4 separate regions of the Zea mays genome follow, and all the other regions are linked to region 2. Evidence: chromatin contacts called from public Hi-C data. All regions are on one chromosome and are shown on one strand. The core of a region is the stretch at or near the end of the contact, and the rest is flanking DNA. Distances in the headings are between cores, read along the strand shown. Region 1 holds the start of LOC100383171 (Cytokinin riboside 5'-monophosphate phosphoribohydrolase LOG3). Region 2 holds the start of LOC100272511. Region 3 has its middle 28 kb from the start of LOC100277341. Region 4 has its middle 7.9 kb from the start of LOC100277341.

What was found. A called contact is a pair of places that touch in the nucleus more often than the background predicts.
Region 1: a contact with region 2 is called in a Hi-C map of ear, with 1.7 times the contacts expected there. The contact joins the promoter of LOC100383171 here to the promoter of LOC100272511 in region 2. A contact is called at or near these places in 6 of 25 Hi-C or Micro-C datasets (bundle sheath, ear, endosperm and 2 more).
Region 3: a contact with region 2 is called in a Hi-C map of leaf, with 3 times the contacts expected there. The contact joins the enhancer-like site here to the promoter of LOC100272511 in region 2. A contact is called at or near these places in 2 of 25 Hi-C or Micro-C datasets (both in leaf).
Region 4: a contact with region 2 is called in a Hi-C map of leaf mesophyll, with 3 times the contacts expected there. The contact joins the enhancer-like site here to the promoter of LOC100272511 in region 2. A contact is called at or near these places in 3 of 25 Hi-C or Micro-C datasets (bundle sheath, leaf and leaf mesophyll).

The regions. Positions count from the first base shown.
Region 1 is chr5:29,165,538-29,169,117 of Zm-B73-REFERENCE-NAM-5.0, reverse strand. It overlaps LOC100383171 (Cytokinin riboside 5'-monophosphate phosphoribohydrolase LOG3), which reads left to right and starts at 1,322. Exons shown (of 6, transcript NM_001175836.1): 1 at 1,322-1,738; 2 at 1,927-2,024; 3 at 2,199-2,229; 4 at 2,461-2,560; 5 at 2,762-2,832; 6 at 2,932-3,580. The coding sequence starts at 1,631. The coding sequence ends at 3,147.
Region 2 is chr5:29,003,326-29,006,797 of Zm-B73-REFERENCE-NAM-5.0, reverse strand. LOC100272511 reads left to right here and starts at 1,621. Exons shown (of 4, transcript NM_001348794.1): 1 at 1,621-1,962; 2 at 2,092-3,252. The coding sequence starts at 2,182.
Region 3 is chr5:28,868,983-28,872,304 of Zm-B73-REFERENCE-NAM-5.0, reverse strand. No RefSeq gene overlaps it. Among protein-coding and RNA genes, the nearest start is that of LOC100277341, 28 kb to the right of the region's middle. Within about 2 kb of position 1,419, at least 17 of the 20 cell types and tissues checked have an H3K27ac peak or open chromatin away from gene starts, as enhancers often do. A contact at or near this core is called in leaf, where this site is marked.
Region 4 is chr5:28,849,255-28,852,599 of Zm-B73-REFERENCE-NAM-5.0, reverse strand. No RefSeq gene overlaps it. Among protein-coding and RNA genes, the nearest start is that of LOC100277341, 7.9 kb to the right of the region's middle. Within about 2 kb of position 2,094, at least 20 of the 20 cell types and tissues checked have an H3K27ac peak or open chromatin away from gene starts, as enhancers often do. A contact at or near this core is called in bundle sheath, leaf and leaf mesophyll, where this site is marked.

The DNA.
Region 1 (3,580 bases), core at 73-2,572, 160 kb before region 2:
TCCTTGCATATGCCCATATATATGTATTTGGTCCTAGGGTAAGCTTTGCTTATACCTTGGTCACTAAATCATGAAAACCCCTAGCAAGTGTGCTCAATATTTTTAACCCAATATTTTACACTATACCCACATGATAAAAACACCATGCTTTAGATATTCTAGTCAAGTAATCGAAATCTCATACTATTGAGATATTGTGCTTTACTTTGTAAATTTGTCATTCTAGAAATATTGTAGTCTTCATTTTGTTCATTTTACATGTTGATGGCGTTCTATGCTTCTTCGTCTAGCCTACCTCCTATGTTAACAAAACTTTGCTCCGTATCTTTCTTATTTAAAATGTGCGGGCGCAGACTCAAGAGGAATATCACGTCGATGCTTTTCTATACTTGAGAGGTGGTAGCACTTACAATTCGAACAATCCTCTTTGCAATTGGTGGTCGATTAACTTAGAGGACTTTAGTTGCTTTGTTATGTATGAAAGACATCGTTATTACTTTAGTTGCTTCGTGATGTTTGTGCTACGTCACTAGATAAGTTTATCGGCATATGGAGACCGTCGAACTTATATCGCTTAATGTCATCGAGTTATCTTAACGGACTAATAATTTCGATAGAAAACCATCAGAATTAGTTTAATTTTGATGGTTTGCTCCTAATTTCGCCATCAAATTTTTATCAATTTTGATTTGTCTATTTAGATCCGTGCCCGCAGATGCAAAACTATAAAATAGGACATCAACTACACTGCGAGGAAAGTGTATAAATCATTATTTCTATATATATAGACACGTAAGGCAACACACATTCCACTTGGAAGAGTATAGTCTCTTTCCTTTTCCCCGAATTGCATAGTATAGATGTACGCATTAGCCTCAAGCTGTGATGTGGTGCACGGTTTTTGGCCCGAAAGTTTTTTTTGCAAATGTCATAATAATGATTTGAATTAAAGTAGATCTCTATCAGCGCACGAGTCCGCCCCATGATTATTATGCTTTTCCCAACAAAAAATTATAGGTTAGTATGAGCAAAGATAAGGAAGAGCACGCATGTTTTGCCTTGGCGCAAATTAATTGCACCTACCGGCAAAACCGATAAGCTAAGGTGAGTAGTCACCCGTCAATAGCCAACCAGCTGCTGCCCCCGTCAGTGTCACTGTAAAGCCAGCCATGTGCATGCATTTCTTTCCCCCACTCGTACAACACACGCACACTCCTGTCCGATCGACCCCGGGCGTCTCTCTCTCTCTCCTCTCCCCCGCGCTTTTATATAAGCCATGGGTGGCGCACTCGGTGTGCCGGGCATCAGCTACAAGCTAGAACAAGGCCATCCATTCCACCACCCTTGTAGTAGTGCGCGCTGTTCGCTTGCACTAGCTAGCCAGCAGCGTGCGCACCACCTCTCGCCGCGGCAGCGACGACGACGGGAGGCTTGTTGAGAGCTAGCTAGCTAGCTCAGCGAGTTCGAGAGCCTGTGTGCTAGAGAGACAGACAGAGAGAGAGAAAACATACTCCTCCTCTGCACACAGGGGAGCTAGAAGCTAGCGTTAATTATAGCACAGCTAGCCGCAACCGTCGCAGGATATATATATAGACGACAGCACCGATCGAGAGTAGTACGTGAGGCCGGCATGACGATGAGGCAGTCGAGGTTCAAGAGGATCTGCGTGTTCTGCGGCAGCAGCCAGGGGAAGAAGCGGAGCTACCATGACGCCGCCATTGAGCTCGGCAACGAGCTGGTATGGTACCCAACTCCATCCATATTCCATCCTCGTCGTCGTCGTCCCGCACCAGTAGAGCCGTGCTCGTGCGTGCGTGCAAAATTCGCCGGCGCGCGCGCCCGCTCACGCCACACGCGCGTTCACGAGCTAGCTACCAGTATAGTAATCTGTTCTCTGCATGCACACGCACGCACGTAACTACGCAGGTGGCCCGGAGCGTCGACCTGGTGTACGGCGGCGGCAGCATCGGGCTCATGGGCCTCGTCTCCCAGGCCGTCTACGACGGCGGCCGGCACGTCATCGGGTAAGCGAAGCCGCAGTCACGCCATCGCCGTCTCGCTCATCCCGAGACGACGAAGAATAATGTCTTTTTGTGTAGTAGTTCGCCGGCTGTTCCTGTTCCTATGCTGCTGTGCGCTGAATGCTGATCGCTTCTTCTTTTGTCATGTTGCTGCTGCTGCTGTCCACGCGCATGCAGGGTCATTCCCAAGACGCTCATGACACCAGAGGTATGTCTGCACGTACAGTACAGCACGCCTAGCACTCCTCGGCTTGTTTTTTAGCATTCCGAGTGCGTGTAGTAGGGGAGGGGCGCGTGGTGGTTATGAATGGGGGCATGGGAGTTTGGGCTAGCTCTGGCTGCTGGAGTCCCGGCCGGGGGACATGGCACTTGACGCTTTGAGAACTACTCCTACCCGGAGCGCAGGGAGGTAAACAAATTGCATGTTTTCCTTGGGCAGATAAGCGGCGAGACGGTCGGGGAGGTGCGGGCGGTGGCCGACATGCACCAGAGGAAGGCGGAGATGGCGCGGCAGTCCGACGCATTCATCGCCCTGCCTGGTACGTACGGGCGGTGGCAGCGCCGGCCTCTCATGCACGCACCATGCATGCATGGTGCACGTACAGTTCGTATAGCGTCGTTTTGCGGCAAATAATTGGTGACGCCGCTGCTGTGATGTTGTCCACCGGCCTCACTGGGAGTGGGAGGTGCACATCCGAACTTGAGCTAATGGTTTCACTGCGTGCGTTGCGTGAGTGCAGGAGGGTATGGGACGCTGGAGGAGCTGCTGGAGGTCATCACGTGGGCGCAGCTAGGCATCCACCACAAGCCGGTAAAACGCCTAGCTCTAGCTCGATCTCCCTGCACCGAGTCCGAGATCGACGACCATATGCCTTCCTCGATCTTCTCTCATGCATACATATATATGCAGGTCGGGCTGCTGAACGTGGACGGCTACTACAACTCGCTGCTGACCTTCATCGACAAGGCCGTGGAGGAGGGCTTCATCAACCCCAGCGCCCGCCGCATCATCGTCCTCGCGCCCACCGCGCAGGAGCTCATGGACAAGCTCGAGGAGTACGAGCCTTACCACGACATGGTGGCGTCCACGCTCAACTGGGAGATGGGCAACCTGCAGGGGTACTGACGATCGACACCACCACTGCGCATGCAAGAGCCCGCCAGAGAGCTAGCTAGGCAGTGCAGCTAGCGCGCGGCGCCTGAATCTGATGAAGCACAGCCGGGGAACGGGGCATTCGATCGGTGGATTATTAAGCAACGAGCGAGCTTAACTAGATAGCCGTCGTCAGCTACATTGGGATTTTCCTTTTCTTTTTATTAACTCGACGCAGGTCTCGGTTTGGAGTGCCGGGCGAAGGAAAAAAAAAAGGGTTTGGTTGGCGTACGTAGCAGGAGTATGTCGTAGCTGCTAGCTAGCTTGTTCTGTATATGATGCCTCGTGTTAATTAGTTTGCTTCCACCGGGGATGACGACGATGATGGCTTGCAGTGTTGCTTGTAGCGCAGTAAGAAAAAAAAAACTTGGCCGGTTTCCCCGGCCTCCCTCCCTGCTGTGTACGT
Region 2 (3,472 bases), core at 372-2,871:
CAGCAGACAGTCAACATTCAGCACACAACGATCGCCGCTCAGGTGGTCGCTGCCCATTGGCCAGGGAGGCGCTCCGCCCTCGCCTATGAATAAGAAAAGAAAGGGAATCAGGTTGGGGAAGTTGTATAGTTTGGGAGAAGATGTAATGGCAAGGGCGGATTTGGGCGGTGGCGCGGCGCTAGTGCAGGCCGCGCGCGTCATTGCTATAGGGTCGAAGGGACGCTGGAGGCAGGCCGACGGAGGTGGAGGTCGGACTGGCGGTGGCGGATGCCTGAGTCAGAGCCCGCCCGGCCAACTCAGAGGTTGCTGCCTTGTGCCATTACCGGATTCGTAGAGCCTGAAGGTGTGGAGAGCGATGGAGGACTGAATAGAGACGGCGTGCCGATGGCAAATGTAGGAAACACAGCCACGCATGTTTGCGAAATAATTGTAAGAGCCTATGTTTTAGTGACTTGAGCGACTGAGTGAGGCTGCCAGCGCCTGGCTCGATCGGTGCAAGCAGGAGATCTTTTAGACCACATTTTTAGGCTGAAATATATTTTAGACTAATTTTTTGATTGAAAAAGACCTATATATAAAAGGATTTTTAGGCTCGTCCCGGGCCACGGCCCAGGTGGCCCGGGGGCCGGGGCCGAAATTCGCCCCTCCTCACACATGTTGTTCTTGACTGTTGTAACTCTAATTCATATGGACAAAACACTCTGGAGTAGAAGCCTGTACGGAATAAAGCAAACCAATATGGTGACGGTTCCACCCCTCGAATTCAATCGCCGCAATCCGCATGCAATCGTGTGCCGCGTTTACAAATGTGAGCCAGACCGCCCTAGCCCATGGCCTCCCATGATTCAGTTCATGTGCTTGAAACGGCGTGCGTCGGTTCACGCACGCTGTAAGGAGTTTGGAGATCGAATGGACATTCCACATGATGACCCGGTCCGTTTCCAGTCATGGTTTGCTTGCTTGTCCAGGAGACCAGACCACAAATGCGCGAGCTTTCTACACAGGGGCGAGCAGCGTGTGCTCTTCATCAGTCCAGCTGGACCCCGTCGCGGCAACTTTGGCTTCATGCATGCACTGGGCGCCCCCCATCTGTTTGGATCGCAGAAAATTTCGCTGGCCCCTAATAAAATATATAAAAAAGTGTTATTCCAGTACCTCGTCAGGTCCTTTCATAATTAATAAAAAAGAAAACAAACATTACTAGTAGTATTGGCACGCACTGTCTGAAACCGAGTAAAGTCTGTGGGCCAGTTGATGAACCAGCAGGAGGCTGTTGGACTGGCATCTGATCTGATGATGATTGATCATCTCGAGATGGATGAATGAATGAATTCATTCAAACAGACACGACCGTCAAAAACGGAACGGAGTAACCACCACCGCGCGTTGCCCGGCCTCACCCCACCGACAGCCCGGCAGGCTGGGCCCCGCGGGTCATGCTCTCCCGAACCCGATGGTGGTGGGAGTAGGTACTCGCTGTCCCGTGTGCCGCGCAGCTGTTCGCTGTTCGCGCGGGCGCGGCGGATCCGGTGGTGGGGTCGCGCTCCCACACTGGGGCCTGACTGTGGTGCTGTGCTACTGCAGCTGCAGCGGGGAGAGCGGCCCACTCATCAGTCATCACCACAACAAGGTAGAGGCGTCCGAGGCCTCGCCATAATTCCAACCCACTGTGTGTGCCGCTGTAGCAGCGCAGCGCAGCGCGCGCGCCACCACCGTCAACCTCCTGATCTCCCCGCCTCGCCGCCGTCGATTCTTCGCCGTCTTCCTGGGGCTCGGGGGCAGCCGGAGCAAGCTTGGGGGGGTGGTGTCCTCGGACCGACGACAGAGTCGTTGCCCGCGAAGATGCCGGCCCTGGTGTACATTCCTACTCCGCTTTGCCCGGTGCCAGAGCGTTTCTCCCGGAGTAGCGGTTGCGCCGCCTCATGATCTGCCAATTGGAACCCCTGGGCGTGCGCAGAGGAGGTATCGCTCGCTCCTGCTGTCTGTGTCCGTTTCGTTTCAATCGCGTGCTTTTCGTTCAGTTCCGTTTTGTGGGGGTTGCGTGGGGTGGTTTAGTACTTGGGTTCGCGCAAATAACGGGAGACGTTGCAGGTTGCTCTGCAGCTGGACAGTGATCGCGTTTGGTGGGTGTGGCGGCGGTGGAGGAAGACGACACGACGAAGACGAGGAGGTCAGGAGGCCATGAAGGAGGCGGGCGAGGAGAGGTGCCTTGACCCGCAGCTGTGGCACGCGTGCGCCGGCGGCATGGTGCAGATGCCCCCCGTGCGCTCCCGTGTCTACTACTTCCCGCAGGGCCACGCGGAACACGCGCACGGCGGCGGCGGCGCCACGGACCTCGCCGGGGCGCGGGCGCGACCTCTCCCGCCGCTCGTGCTCTGCACCGTCGCCGGGGTGCGCTTCCTGGCCGATCCGGAGACCGACGAGGTCTTCGCCAAGATCCGCCTCGTGCCGGCCGCGCCCGGCGAGGTGGAGTTCGGAGAGCCCCGCGAGTTCGGCATCGACCCCGAGGACGCCCGGGAGAAGCTGTCCTCCTTCGCCAAGACGCTCACGCAGTCCGACGCCAACAACGGCGGCGGCTTCTCCGTGCCGCGCTACTGCGCCGAGACCATCTTCCCCAAGCTCGACTACCGGGCCGACCCGCCGGTGCAGACGGTGCTCGCCAAGGACGTGCACGGGGAGGTCTGGAAGTTCCGCCACATTTTCCGGGGCACGCCGCGCCGGCATTTGCTCACCACGGGATGGAGCGCGTTCGTCAACCAGAAGAAGCTCGTCGCCGGGGACTCCATCGTCTTCCTGCGCACCGAGCATGGCGAGCTGTGCGTCGGGATACGCCGTGCCAAGCGGGTGTCCTGTGGTGGCATGGAGTGCATCTCTGGCTGGAACGCCCCGGTGTACGGGGCCTTGTCGGCGTTCTTGAAGGACGAGGAAGGTAAGATCACTAAGGGTCCTGGTGGGTACATGAGAGGCAGGGGGAAGGTGGAGATCACGGACGTTGTTGAGGCCGCAAGCTTAGCCGCGAGCGGGCAGCCATTTGAGGTGGTGTACTACCCGAGAGCTAGCACTCCAGAGTTTGTTGTGAAGGCTGCATCGGTACAGAACGCGATGAGGAACCAGTGGTGCCCTGGGATGAGGTTCAAGATGGCATTTGAGACAGAGGATTCGTCAAGGATCAGCTGGTTTATGGGGACGATAGCTTCTGCTCAGGTTGCTGACACAATCAGATGGCCAAATTCACCGTGGAGGCTTCTTCAGGTTTTGCTTCATCCCATGTTTCCCATACCTATATGCCATACTTCATTATGAACTGATGATTGCTACTTTTAACTTCCCGTTTGGGGTTAATAATTAATAGGTGTTAGTGTTTCTGGTACCCATAAAATGCTTAATGCCCTGTGAAATTAACTGCTGTTATGGAACTGTTGGTTCAATGTTAATATGGAACATGCAGCGAAATGGCCTCTAGCCGAGTTGG
Region 3 (3,322 bases), core at 170-2,669, 130 kb after region 2:
CATCTTATGGTATGGGTTAGATTAAGTGTTTAGGTACAACTTTGTCAATTGGAGTATGTGGTGTTGAGTTTTGGTACTGGGTGAACATGTTTGGTTTTGTTAGAGGGGTTGAAAATGATCTAAAGAAAAATCTGATTTTCTTTTGTTTCCCTCACTTGAGTGACCTTTTTGGGGATTTCGTAAAACCTATATGCGACATCTCCCTTACTAACTTTGGTAGGTGATTTAATGTGCTATAACTTTTATAAATGGTCCAAGTCATGATAATGTAATTCATATAACTTTCTTGCTCAGTTTATTTTGGTGCTTAATTTGCTAAAAGGCGGGGAACTTAGGTTTTAAGTATTCTCCCCCTTTGATGCGCATGATATGGCTATGGTAGGTCTTCTAAGATGGTCAATACTTAATTAGGGCATTGGTTCCCAAGTATCGTGTGTTTTGCTTAACTAACCCACATGTGATAGTAGGGCTTTGTGAGTTTGTTGAGTAGAAACCCTTAGTAACACATGGAGTGTTACACTACGACCCGCAAACGACCTCGTCTTGGAGCAAGGGGGCAAAACTCACCCAATCCACGAGGACACATGTCCCCATGCAAGATCGCCTTAGGGACATCCGTGACGTCCGACACATCTTTGACAACAGGCGTCGGGAGCAGGAGAAAGTTGAATAGCCACGCGAGAGGAGGCACGAGAGCAGCCCCAGCCCACCAGGACTGGCACCGCACGCTTTCTAGCGGTAAATCAGAGAGGCACAATTTCCCAAAAGTACGCGCGCCAGCAAACACAATTTAAGTATGACGGATCCACAAATCGCGACGTGTGGTTGGAAGACTAACACCTCGCATGCCGCATGGCAGGATCAAGATGACTGCCTCATCACGCTGGCTGCAGCGGTTGCCGCCAGCCAGCCCTCTCCCCTTGCATGGCGCCTGTAGGGGGCGCTCTACGCCCGCAGCGTTGCCCCCTGCAGGGCCCCCTACCGGCCGGTCCCCTTCTCTCTCCCTCTAGATTTAGCGTTTCACTATTCACACTCTTCAGACGGTTCATTCCTGTAGCAGTGGGTCCACAAGGAATTGTTAGTAGATAAAAAATTGATAGTAGTTGAAAATTAGATATAAGAAATGATATTTTATGGTTGTAGTGGTGTATAGGGGGAAAATATAGGGGGAATCGCTGCGGGAGATGAAAACATAGAGAATGAAATGCTGACGATGTGACACAAAAAATGATATAAAGAAAAAAAGGATAGCCTTATCCAATTTCTTCCCATACACCTTGAAGAGGGAGGTAGCTAGAGCCTAGCTCAAGCACTTGCAGAGGATTTTTTCCGGACGGGAGCGGCAACGTAAAGACTTGACGCTGCCGATGTATCCGTGGGCCGTCGCGTGCGTCACGCATCCGCGCGCGCTGACGTCTGGGCCGAGCCCGGCATTCAGCGGTCAAAGCCAATGATGGAGACCTGATGAAGCGGCTCTGCGGGTGTCGATCGATAGCACGTGCGCGCCATGCTCGGCCGCCGCTGCCTGCTGCTTCCCGCACACGGCGCCCTCGCTTTCCCTTCTAGACACACGCTCCGTGCGCGGGAGGGCGTAGTTGGAGGCGGGCGGAGCGACGCACGCTGCGTTCCCGGTCGCTGCCCCCCCCCCCCCCCCCCCCCCCCCCCCCCCCCCCCCCCCGCCCGGTCGTCGCATGCAGCCGGATGGTCACCATCATCGGCGTCGGCGTGCGTCTATTTCACTATCTTTCTCTTCGCCGACTCGCCATCGCCGTCCTGCGTCAATGTTGACTTCCTGCCATGACCACATCTTCTTGGACTGCTGCTGGGCACGTGCGTCATCGACGTGCTGGTGGTCTGGGTTTGAGCTGCAGCAGATCGGATTTCAGATGCAATACTGCATGGTCAAATATCGGAGAGCCCACGACTTAGTCACGGAGACGGCGCGTGATATATACTCAAGAGGATGGATTAAGGGCCTCTTTCAATCTCACGGGATAAACTTTAGCTTCGTATTAAACTTTAGCCATATGAATTAAAGTGTTAAAGTTTAGCTCCTTCAGTTGTTTAGACTACTCTAATAAACTTTAGCACATTACAATAAAAAGACATCCATATCCCTAATGCAGAGAGAGAATGAGGTTGAAGGGTATGGAGTGGAAAATGGAGTTCCCTGACCCATGTTTAGCTCCTTTTAGCACCCCTTGAGGAGCTTATGAGATAATAAATGTTAAATTTTATCACATCACTATTAGCTCTCCTGTTTAGATCACCAAATGGCTAAAAGTAGCTAAAAAAAGATACTAAAGTTTATCTCGAGGAATTAAAACAGGGCCTAACTAGTCGATTTTTTTAACGATGTGTTCCACTGCCGCCTAGAAGTAGTTAAGATCCGCCTAGAAGTAATCTATACTATACTTAAATCACAAGTTTCAACAGTCGTCACACGTCATCTTTTTACAAATAACCCCTCACAGTTATTTCAAATTAATCTGTTGCACGCCTATATATGGCCAAACGGCGGCCCAGCATGGGCCAGACGCTCGCGGGCCACAACTCCAGCCCATGCACGTCATGCTGGCCTGCTGACTGTGATAGGCCAGCCTGTCGGCCCATTTGATTAAATCAGAGTAAAATATTAAAAAGCGACGCATGGAGTGGGGTTCGAACCCATGCCCTAATGGACAAGGGCGGAAAACACTGGGTGAAGCTGTCTAACCAGTAGAACATAATGCTCAGATGTTTTTAATATTGAATATAAATTGTATATATGTATATACTTTTTTTAAAATAAAAAAAATATAATCGTGTTGGGCCGGGCCAGCACTACGGGCCGAGGCTACAGCCCAAGCACGGCACGACGTTCTTGGCTCTTGCAAGCATTAGTTTGTTTCTGAGACAACATTGGCGCAATGGACTCAATGGCGTTTGAGGTTGCCGAATTGGATGGAGCAACAATGATTTGTCACACTAACAGTAAAATGAAAGGTTATTTGTTGGTTTTAAACGTTAGTAATTGCTACGAAGTAGTATAATTTATATGGAGCGCATCTAGTTTTTATTGATGCCTGACTTTAGCAATCACTCCATATTTTGATCTATCTTTTTTATAAGTTTGAGTTCGTGTGACTTATTTTAGAAACTTGAGCTCACAAACTTTCTCTTATTTGGTCTCTGTATGGTAGAAATTAGAATTATGTCATTTTATAATCTCTGTTCGTTCAGTCAGTCGTTGTGAACTCTCTTCTAATCGCTCACTTCATTGGTCGTGTTGTACCATGATATATTGCATGGAGTAAACAATAACATCAGTTAGCCAAATCAA
Region 4 (3,345 bases), core at 845-3,344, 150 kb after region 2:
ACATGTTCTACCTTTGCCGAAAGCTTGTGAAACCATTCAGGCCTGCAGAAACATTTCTTTGTTGTGTGCTTGTTTTTTTTTTTTTGTCTCCTGTATTTTAGCCCATGTTCTCTGTATGCCTTTCCCATGGAGGTGAATAGTCACAAATGTCATTGTGCTGCTTGATCATTACTCAATATTGTTTCGGACTTGTAGCCTAAATTCAACACATCTCTTCGTAGTATTCTAATTGAACAAGAAAGTGTTGAATCAGACGATGAATTGTCCAGACATGACAAACTTTATGAGATATTAGTTGATCATGTTCGCTCCTGATATCAATGCCGTGATGGTTAACTGCACAATGTGCTTGCTGGAGACTTTTCTTTCTTGGAATTCGGCGGTCTGTACATTTGGCTGTATGTCCTAAAATTAGTCTGTCTCGAGCTAAAAAGGTACACAATTTTGGCTGTATCGTCCTAAAACCTGTAGATATTAGATTAGACTGGCCATCTCACCAACGGACTTTGTTTTTTTTTTGGCGTCCTACAAGTGAGCGAAGAATATGTCCCTTCACTAGAGTGGTAATAGACTATAAATTGTACATTAAAATTTAAAGATCGGATCGAATTATGATCGACCTCTGTTTCTATTTATTTTTGAGTTAAAATTAGTTAATAGCTCAAACAAACTTTGAAGGGGTATTTGGGCTGTGATACATTACCACCGTCCCTAATGTTCACTGCATCATCAGGAAAACAAGACCCGGTGCGCTTTTTCTTGGACTAAAACAATAGCATTGATCAAGATTGCACACACAACATATACCAGACTCAAACAAATTAAGTAACGTAGAATCCAGATTCCAAGTTGTCGACATATATATATGTGAAATGCAACTATATTACTGAAAAAACATACAGAATTCTACTCTACATACTATATGGTCTAGGTACTATCTCTCTCTCCCCTCCCCTCCCCTCCTGTCAAAGGCAGTCTAACAGAAAGTGCAGATGAGAAGGCCATAAACCCCGTCCGGTTAACCTGAGCACCCAGAGGCCACAGCAGCTGATTATTATTATTAGTATATAGTCCGGCGGGAAGCGTCGCGATCGGCCGGTCGATCTCTCCGGGCCCACCCACGGAACCGAAGCATCGCAACGTGGCGGCGCAGAGGGCGAACAGTAACGCGAGCGCACAGCGTTCGTCTCCCTGCGGACGAGTGATGCAGGCAAGGCCATCGGAGCCCATTTCCTTTGTCGTCGCATGGGCCAAGTCGGCGCGTACTGAAGGAACAAGGAAAAGGGCCTAGCAATCGCTTTGCTGTTGGAAGTGGGCCTATTTGTCGCGAGCGTGCACATGCATGGTCATCACCCACGACGCAGTCCAGTCCTACGATATAGTACTAGTAGCTGAAAAGGCTGCCACCGTGGCCCAGCAGATGCTAGCTGTCCACGGTCCAGGCCACGCGCCGCCGCGCATGTCCACCACACTGGAATCTGACCGGCGATGGTCCGCCGTGTGGTGTGGCCACTGGCCACCGACCGACCAGCCACATGTCCGCCGGTCCAGGTCTCCAAGGACCCGCTCTAACAGTAACACAGTAGTGGAAGTAACGGAGTGTGGCAATAAAGGGGAAGAGCAATATGGCAAGGCAACGAAGGGAAACACGAAATTCCTGACGGGCATATATATTAAAAAAAAGGAAAAAAGCGGCATATTCTCAAAATCTTCTTAAAAGCTGTGTCTGCCGCGACGTCCGGTCGCCGTTTACGTGCGTGCGGTTGGTTCGGTCCTGAAACCGATATGCCGCGGGGCGCGGGCTCACACGCACACGCCGACGCCATATGTCGGCACGGCACACCCCTCGGGCCCAAGGAATCCCGACGCCATTGGCCTACCCAGTCGCCTCTTTTTCGCTCCCCGATGCCTCGTCGATCTCCAAATATACGCCACCGCGCCGTGGGTTGGCATGGCAAATGGCGAGAAGCGGCATTTTTTTCGGCTTGCTTGCTTGCTAGCTAGCTCTATAGCTGCTGAACAACACAAGAGGGGAACGGCACGACACGATCGATCACAAGGTGTGGTGGTGGAAAGGCATCGGTCAGTGGTGGTCACTCTGTGCTGTGCTGCCCTGTGCGCGTGCTCCGTCCGTTCCCTTGCCCAACCCTACGTACTGTGCACGTGTCAAGGACGGATGATTGACTGTGAAACACAGCTGTAGCTAGCGTTCGCTTTTCGTCTCTGTAGATGACGAGGCGCGTATACATAAGTGTGCGCCCACCCCCAATTTTTTGTATTTTGACCATTTTTCGGAAAAAAGAACACGTTTGGACCCTAAAAAATTTTAATAGCATTTTTGGACCCTTTGCTCGGCGCCATAGCCTATGGCGCCGAGGTAACACAGCTCGGCGCCATAGGTTATGGCGCCGAGGTACGTGATGCGTCGGCACAACTCGGACGCCGTGGCGTCGACGTGGAACCGAGCTCGGCGCCACAGATCTTGGCGCCGAGCTCGGTTGTGTTATTAAAATATTTGTTGCAGACATGAGCACAAAGTCCATCTAGCCCACTTGGTAGAGCACAAGGCTTCTAACCTTGTGGTCGTGGGTTCAAGTCCCATAGTTTGCATTTTTATTTGTTTTTTTTTATGTCGTTGGTGTGTCCCCTCAAATTTATTTCTCGCCTAGATTTTTTTTATCTTTGTTTTGTCACTGAAGTCAGTTCAGCTTATATAATTTACCTATACTTACACTGAAGTTTTGCTAAAAAATTCTAGCCATCTGTCCCTTCCAAGGTGTAAGGATTACTGCTACATTGAACAACATTTGAACTCTGAAAACAGAGAGAAATACAAAGACCAAAACATACTGAGAAAAAAATGATTGTTATTACCTGAGAATGCATTGCAACAGCACGACAAACGCCAACTCCAATAGTCGTCCTTTGTCCTACATTCGACAAAACAAGGAAATTATGTACCATATCACCACTGGTTTTTCTCGCAGCAAGACACTAAGCAGTACAGGGAATCATCAGTCACAAAAAATAATTAGGCCACCATAACTCGACAACATTGCATCACAAAAAAAATCTAGTTTTTCGATTACCTGCTTTCTCTGATGAATACATGCTCCAGCTGTGAAATGCCCCCATCTTAAAAAAACTCGACCTGTAAGGCATTATATTAAGAATAAGATCTGCAAAAGCCCCAAGACAAAAAAAAATATACCTAATGAATTATTTAAAAAAAATGAGTAGTGGCTAGATAAAAAAATCTAGGTGAGAAATAAATTTGAACGGACACACCAGCGACATAAACAAAAAAAACAAATAAAAATGCAAACAGTGGGGCTTGAACCCATG